2 separate regions of the Mus musculus genome follow, and region 2 is linked to region 1. The links are chromatin contacts, called in public Hi-C maps. All regions are on one chromosome and are shown on one strand. Each heading gives the region's core, a stretch centred on a gene start, on an enhancer-like site or on the middle of the called end of the contact. The rest is flanking DNA. Distances are from core to core; before and after follow the strand shown.

The links. Hi-C and Micro-C count contacts between places; a contact is called where the count stands out from the background.
Region 2: a contact with region 1 is called in a Hi-C map of adipose-derived mesenchymal stem cells, with 1.5 times the contacts expected there. The contact joins two enhancer-like sites. A contact is called at or near these places in 2 of 484 Hi-C or Micro-C datasets (adipose-derived mesenchymal stem cells and nephron progenitors).

The regions. Positions count from the first base shown.
Region 1 is chr1:186,305,990-186,309,725 of GRCm38.p6, forward strand. No RefSeq gene overlaps it. Among named protein-coding and RNA genes, the nearest start is that of Gm35341, 100 kb to the right of the region's middle. Within about 2 kb of position 1,817, at least 11 of the 459 cell types and tissues checked have an H3K27ac peak or open chromatin away from gene starts, as enhancers often do. A contact at or near this core is called in adipose-derived mesenchymal stem cells, where this site is marked.
Region 2 is chr1:186,443,274-186,447,009 of GRCm38.p6, forward strand. No RefSeq gene overlaps it. Among named protein-coding and RNA genes, the nearest start is that of Gm35341, 37 kb to the left of the region's middle. Within about 2 kb of position 1,613, at least 53 of the 459 cell types and tissues checked have an H3K27ac peak or open chromatin away from gene starts, as enhancers often do. A contact at or near this core is called in adipose-derived mesenchymal stem cells, where this site is marked.

The sequences.
Region 1 (3,736 bases), core at 567-3,066:
TCCAAAATTGAAAGGACAACATTCTTATTACAGAAAAATGCAGGAGTTGCTCATGTCTCCAGTTATCCATCCTCAAGTGTTTCTAGACTCACATATGAACCTTCACAATAAAAAATACACATACACTTAGCAACCCAGACAGTCAATATCATTTTCATATGGGCAGTTTCCTAAAATACAATGTATTCCAGTATTTCAGAACCGTTGTCTTCATGGCTTCAGCAGACAGAGCTCGTCAATTCCTCCCAAGGGATGGACGGAAAGTGATCAAAAGTTCAGGTGCCTAGCCTCACGTGTGTTCTCCAGCACTGTGAGAAACCCATGAGGAAGCCCTAAAGCAATCACAGCCTGACCATCTCACTGAACACTGTGAATGGCATTCAGAAGCCATGAAATACCAAGGAGAGACCAGATGTCCAGTGCATGACTGCTCCTAGTTGTTGATCATCAGCTATCGCTCTGCTATAGAGCTGCAGTTATATTTATGCCTCAGCAAGTCTATACAGTTTGACTGTGGATCTAGGTACTACTCTCAAGACAATCTCTTTAGGGAGGAGAAGAGCATCAGTATGTATGCTTCGACATATCTCTTCTTCACTGTCGTTGTTAAGGAACAGGGCTACAAAGCATCGGATCAGGGAATGTAATGTATTGCATTATTGTTTATCATAAATGGAGGTTAGTTTTGTGCTTACTCAACTCAGCAATGAGATGAGCAATGAGATGATTTTCCTGGTTTTGTCCAGCTTTCTAATTTGTTTTGACCTTCAAGGTGTAATAGGAGGACTGCAAAAACAACCTTTCCAGAAGACTATTTAAAAAAAAAAATACTTTCACAAAAGTCTAAAGTATAAAAGCAAAGTTAGATCAAAACAAGTAAGGAACAGGTGGGATGGTCTGAAAATCAGCTCAGAACTGTGACCACCTAAGAGCTGCTTCAGAGGGTGGGCTTGATGCTGGCAAGAAGCTCACAGTGTGTATAAGAGCAAATAACTGTTTTGCAAACAGGTGCTGTTGGCTGGTGGGGTTGGTTAGGCATTTGTCCACTCTCCCATGAAATGATCCTAGGAGCTCTCAGGATGTGAGAGATGATATGTTATTTTAATGTTGAAGCAATATCTGATTTATTAGAGAGTATAGGTTGGGAAAGTGACCACCCATGCTTTCTTCTTCATCTTTTCTTCCAGATGTATTTTGCATTTGTATCCTGCCTCTCCCATGAGGTAGACTGTCCCTTAGTAAATATCCCCATAACTGTGTACAGCCTTTATATGAAATTATTTCTCTAACTTCCTTAGACATTCTTATAGATATCAAATTGTAAAATTGCATCACATCTATTTAGGGAGGTTTGGTCTCTTGTCAGTAAATAAAAACACAGAATATTCACAGTCAAGTATTATGTCTTAGTGCTAGTTAGTATAGAGCATTTGAATTTTCTTCTATGACAGGTAGTTAAAAGGCCATAACTGCTTATGCAAAAAGAAGAAGAAGAAGAAGAAGAAGAAGAAGAAGAAGAAGAAGAAGAAGAAGAAGAAGAAGAAGAAGAAGAAGAAGAAGAAGAAGAAGAAACCAGGAAAATCACTTAATCACTGAGTTGGGTAAGGGCAAAAATAACCTTCACTTACGATTAAAAAAATCATGTAATGCTTATGTAAGTTCAAATAAGGCAAAATTCATGTGAAGTTTGGTCAATTTGATATTTGGCTACCGGTCAACTTAGATTAAACCAGAGTTATCACTGAAGTGTTCGCTTGTGTAACTCATCCTACTGAAGAATGTTGGTCTCTCCCATGCCACACAAGTAGAGCTGGCTGGACTCTTCAACGAGCTTGTGTGCTCTGGAGGTAACATGAGCAGAGTCAAGTAGGAGGATGACAACCCTACCTTGGAATGTGCCACGGGAACAAAGGCCTGGTTCCTCAGAACTTTCTCTGAACATGCGATTGGCTGCTGAATTACTGAAAGCTGGTGAGGTGGTGAGTTTCGAAGTACCTTAGACACAGTTTTGTTTTGTTTTGTTTTAAGATTTATTTATTTATTTATTTAGGTGAGTACACTGTAGCTGTACAGATGGTTGTGAGCCTTCCTGTGGTTGTTGGGAATTGAGTTTTTTTTTTTTTTTTTTTTTTTAACTCTGCTTACTTGGGTCAACCCTGCTCACTCCGGTCAACTCTGCTTGCTCAATCCCTGCTTGCTCTGGTCCAAAGATTTATTTATTATTATAATACATAAGTACACTGAAGCTGTCTTTAGACACACCAGAAGAGGACGTCAGATCTCATTATAGGTGGTTGTGAGCCACCATGTGGTTGCTGGGATTTGAACTCAGGACTTTTGGAAGAGCTGTCTGTGTGCTCTTACCCACTGAGCCATCTTGCCAGCCCTAAACACAGTTTTTTAATGCATTCTAAATACTCTTTGGCTCATTAAAATATCCTTGTCACGATAAACATATTCCAATAATAAATCTGACTAATTCTGAATGACAAATCTTTAGAGTAGAAGCAAAATTAAATTTTCTCTATAATTACATTGAATCTAGCAAGTAGGGCTGGGTATTCAAACATGGGTACACTTTAAGGATTAGAGATATTAAACTTCCCAGCTTCCATTCAAGGTGTATTTTAAACCACTAAATTGCTTTATAACTATGAGATTCATCCTCATTATTCCATGAGATAATGTCTTTATCCTTGAACTGTGCATATGCCACAATGTATCTGTCAGTTCTATAATGATCTACACAGCAATGTCTCCAATTTAGGGCTGTGATGGAGAATGTGATTATGAACACTCTGAATTTGCATTTCAGTGGCCATGTTCATGCCTGTAGGTTTGGGTTATCCCTTGGAGGAAGCACAAGGAAGATTTCTATGTGTCTTCAGAAGATGATCCAGTCTCATCAAACGCTTGCAGCTATGTGCACAGTGTGCATGAACAAAAGATGCAAGCACAAAGTTTCCATTCAGCACAATTCCACTTCAGCTCATCTCAAAGCCACATGCAACCAAACAAGTGGCAGAAATCATCGAACTAGTGACCTCCAGGTGGTCGTGACGAAGCATGGGGCTAGGGGTACTTCTGGGAGAGTTCATAGCTTGAGTGTTCACTAGTATATAGAATATTCTCTGTGAATATCTTCCGGCAATCAAATTCTATTTAAAGTATTTTGTTTTGTGGACTACCTTACTAGGAAGGAAATTCTAAGGAAGAAAGACTCTCACTCCCAGGGCTCTTTCATATCAGGAGGGCAGTCGATGGAAGCACATGTTACAGCTAGATCCACTGACTCTTTAGTCTTTCTTGTGCTCTGCTACACGCCTCCTTCTCTTTATTGCATATGCTTGTGTACAATGGATGTGTATCCATGTTTGCACATGTGCATACGTGTATGCATGAGCATATGTGGGAACAGGGTAATGTACCTCCAGTTTACGTTTTTCTGATGCTAGGCTAACCGGTCCCGTCATCCTCAGTCCTCCTCATGTCCAGCCACCCTTCTGACTGATGTGCTCTGGATACAGACACTGCCCCAAGAGTGACCTTCAGGAATTTGCCTTCTTAATTGGTACAGGCTGTCCTGATGGTTGATGGGATTTTTAAGTGTTCTTGTTACATCTGCTCTCGTTCTTCTGTCGGGCCGGTCTTAGCAGCAGAGACAGCCCTGTTCACACTTTGCGATGCCTGCTCCTTCCCTTCATTTTCCAGTTGGACTAACTGTTCAGTGTGTTGG
Region 2 (3,736 bases), core at 363-2,862, 140 kb after region 1:
AACGAGGCTCCACCACCGCCACCTCTGCTGCCTCTGCCATCACTATTATCAGTGATGTCATTGTCTTCGTGGTTGTTGAGGAGACAGGGTCTCTTACTAGCCTAAGGATCACTAGCCTGGGATGACTGGCTCAGTCCCAGAGATCCTCCTGCCTCTGAGTTCTCAGACCTAGGATCACAAGCTTAAATCACCACAACTGGCTTTAAAGGGGAGGCGGGTCCTGGGGATTCAAGTCAGGCCCTTGTGCTTGCAAAGCAAAACCGTACAGACCGAGCTATCTCCACTGCAGATGAGTGGATCTTTCTCTTGTGTCTTGTTAGAGGACTGGTAGTTTTTCCAAGAGTTCTACAAAGAAGTGGGCACTAAGAAGAAACCAGAGGGGTAGCAAGACAGCTCAGTGGACAAAAGTGCTTCCTGCTGAGATTGATGAGTTCTATCCCTGGGACCTACATGGTAAGAAAGAGCTGTCTCCAGGTGTTGTCCTCCAACTCTACACATATGCCATGGCCCATGTCTCTTCTGCTGAATAAATAAATAACTGTAATATTAAATTTAAGATAAAATGGTATACAAAAGTTTTTGATTGGTTTGTTTCATGTATATGAGTGATTGAATCAGTAGGAACTTAATAAACACTTATATGTGTGTGCTATTTTCCTATCATGTACACTATTAAAACATGTGTATAGCATGATGTCATAAATATGCCTTAGCTAAGCATGTAAATCAGCTATAGCAATCCACTGTGACTAGCCCAATGCAATGACAAGAACAGATGCTGGGAAGACCCAAGGCTAACGGAGGAGGAAGGCTATACAGTGTTGCCTCAGGCTGATGGGAATGTGGGAGCTGCAACAGAACTGCAAGTGAACTATGAAAGATACAGAGAGTAGATTAGACCAAGAGAGAGCAGGGGGGGACAGCATGAGAGGGCAGGAGACACTGCTGAGAATGCAACAAGAGTGACTGAGGAGAGTGTTCTCTGTTGAGATGGGGGAAGATGTGGGCGTACATGTAAAACCAATCAGAATTAAACACAAAAGACACAGCTTGTCAGAGAAACAAAGCTAAGAGACCATCTCAACCCTTTTCCTTGGATACGTTGCTGAATTCCAAAGGAAAACTAAGATGAGACAGGGCTGTGTGTGTGGTTCTATCATATTCAATTTAGAGATAAAGAAAACAACAAGTAAAAATGAAGAGGTTTTCAACTCTGTGAAACAGGGATTGCATTTAGTCCATATTACACAAACAGAAGCGACTTTCAGCTTCTGGTTCTGTACACGTGCTGTATCTGGAGATCAGACTACGGCCAGCTCATTTCTCCCTAGCCTAATAAAATCCGAGTTACCGATAGCACTTTATTTGGCAACATCAGCTTTAGAATAAAAGTACTCGACTTGAAAAGGTTGAACCCTAAAAGTCAAATGTTTCCAACATCTACTTCAAACACATGAGCCGGGGTTTTTAATTGCTGAAGACTTTTGGCTTCTTCATCCCTGAAGCGATTGCAAGAATGCTATTCATGTAGACCACAAGAGGCTTAAGAGCCATGCTCAATGCTGCATCCGCATTCTTGGATCTGCCTGATAACAAGAGAGGCTGTCCAGCTTCTCACTGGCTGCCTAGGTCTCAGGGCTTCTCCCACGGGTGTACAGGCAGCGAGGTGAGTCAGCACACACACACACACACACACACACACACACACACACACACACACACACCCTCCCCCAGAGCTTCTGGAAACATCTACTATTTGAGGAATGAGGAACTTGGGCACATGGGGCATGAGATCAGCTACTTTTAGGGACACAATGGTTATTGGGCTCAGTGAACTCCCAGGATGAGGACAGAGGGTTCCTATGTTGTCTTTGAAATGCTGGCCCCACAGGGATGATTGGAGACACATTTTCCCCATGGCCCTCCAAGGGAAAGAAGACTCACTTGTTTTCCACAGCGCCAGATAGTTTTAGAATGCTGTCCTTCCCAAACAGCTCCCTTCTTTCCAGAAGCCAAATGTGTCCTAAGGTACCAGGTTTCACGTGAGCTTCAGATTATAAAAGCCCCTCTTTAAGAGAGACGTCTGCTCTGCCCTGTTGCTCAGATACTGTGATGGAAATAATCTTGTAGTTAATTGATTGTGTTTAAAGATTTTCAGATTTTCTAAATCATGTCTTTGGGTACAGACCGTGTGTCCTAGGTTTCACACCTTTTCATGCACATGTGAATATCAAGGGGTTCGTCACATCATGAGATGTTCTTGTTAGGAATGAAGGATAATGAAGGAAAGAGAAGGGAAAAAGGGAAGGGCATGATCTGTGGCTGGGATCGGATGTGTGTTTGCATGTGCATGTGTGTGTTCGAGTGCGTGTGGGAGCCAGAGGACAACCTCCAGTGTGCATGTCTTTGCTTGCTATTAACTTCTATTTATTTATTTATCTATCTATCTATCTATCTATCTATCTATCTATCTATCTGTTGTTATTTGAAACAGGTCTTTCACTGACCTAGAACTACACAAGTAGGCCAGGCTTGCTGTTTAGTGAGCCCCAGGAATCTGCCTGTCCCGTCATCCCCCCAGGGCTGAGATTACAAATTCAGGTCAGTCTTGTCCTGCTTGGTGGTTTGCACTGAGAACCAAGTGTGCGATACATGTGCCTATGGAGGCCATTTCTCATTCAATCAACCGCACCCGGAGGATCCCGAGGCACCCCAGACAAACGACTGCCACTGCTCCCGATTTACCACCGTAACTGGATGATAAGGCCCTCTTGCTGAAAAGACAACCAACACTTTGACTACAGAAAAACAGAGAAATCCTCTGGAACCCAGCGTAAGCTCTCTCCCTGCTAGCCAGCTTTCAGAGTGCTGGAAATCACTACCTGGTGGGAAAGAGACATCAATGTTTGCATCCAGCACTGGACGCTGCACGCTACAACCCTTACCTGCTGCTGAGCTAGGCCTGCTGCTGACACAATAGTGGTGGAACTGTTTATGGGAGTAAACAATCACTCTCTTGATCAGATTAGAGACCTGCTCAACAGGAGGGAGTTCATGCCTGAAACTGTGAACATGGTCTATGGGTTTGTGCTGCTCCCATCCTTGGTCAGAGAAACTTTTAATGGCAGTGAGTAGTTGCTAATGCAAATAATTGTTGCTGTTAGAAGTGCTGAGAATAAAAGACTGTGGGCACTCAGCCTGAGAGCAGCATCACTCTACAGGTTCAGGGACCATCCCAGAGGAAAGGATATAAAGAAAGTAAATGTGAGAGGATTGCAGAGGGGAGCTGTGAAAGTCTGTTCTCTGAACACACCATGGCTGGTATACACATGAGCCCAAGCATCTGTGGTTACATGCACAGAATATAGAGAGAAAGAACTGAAGGGGCTGAAGGGTTTGCAGCCCCATAGGAAGAACAACAATATGAACCAACCAGTACCCCCAGAGCTCCCTGGGACTGAACCACCAACCAGGGTACACGTGGAGGGACCCATGACTCCAGCCACATATATAGCAGAGGATGGCCTTGTCCAGCATCAATGGGAGGAGAGGCCCTTGGTCCTGTGAAGGCTTGATAGATGCCCCAGGGCGGGGAGGTGGGGGTGGGAGGGTTGGTGAGCAGGGGGAGGAGGAATGGGTGTTTTTCAGAGGGGAAACCAGTAAAAGGGATAACATTTGAAATGTAAATAAAGAAAATATCTAATAAAAATTTCAAAAAAATAAAGACCATCAAATG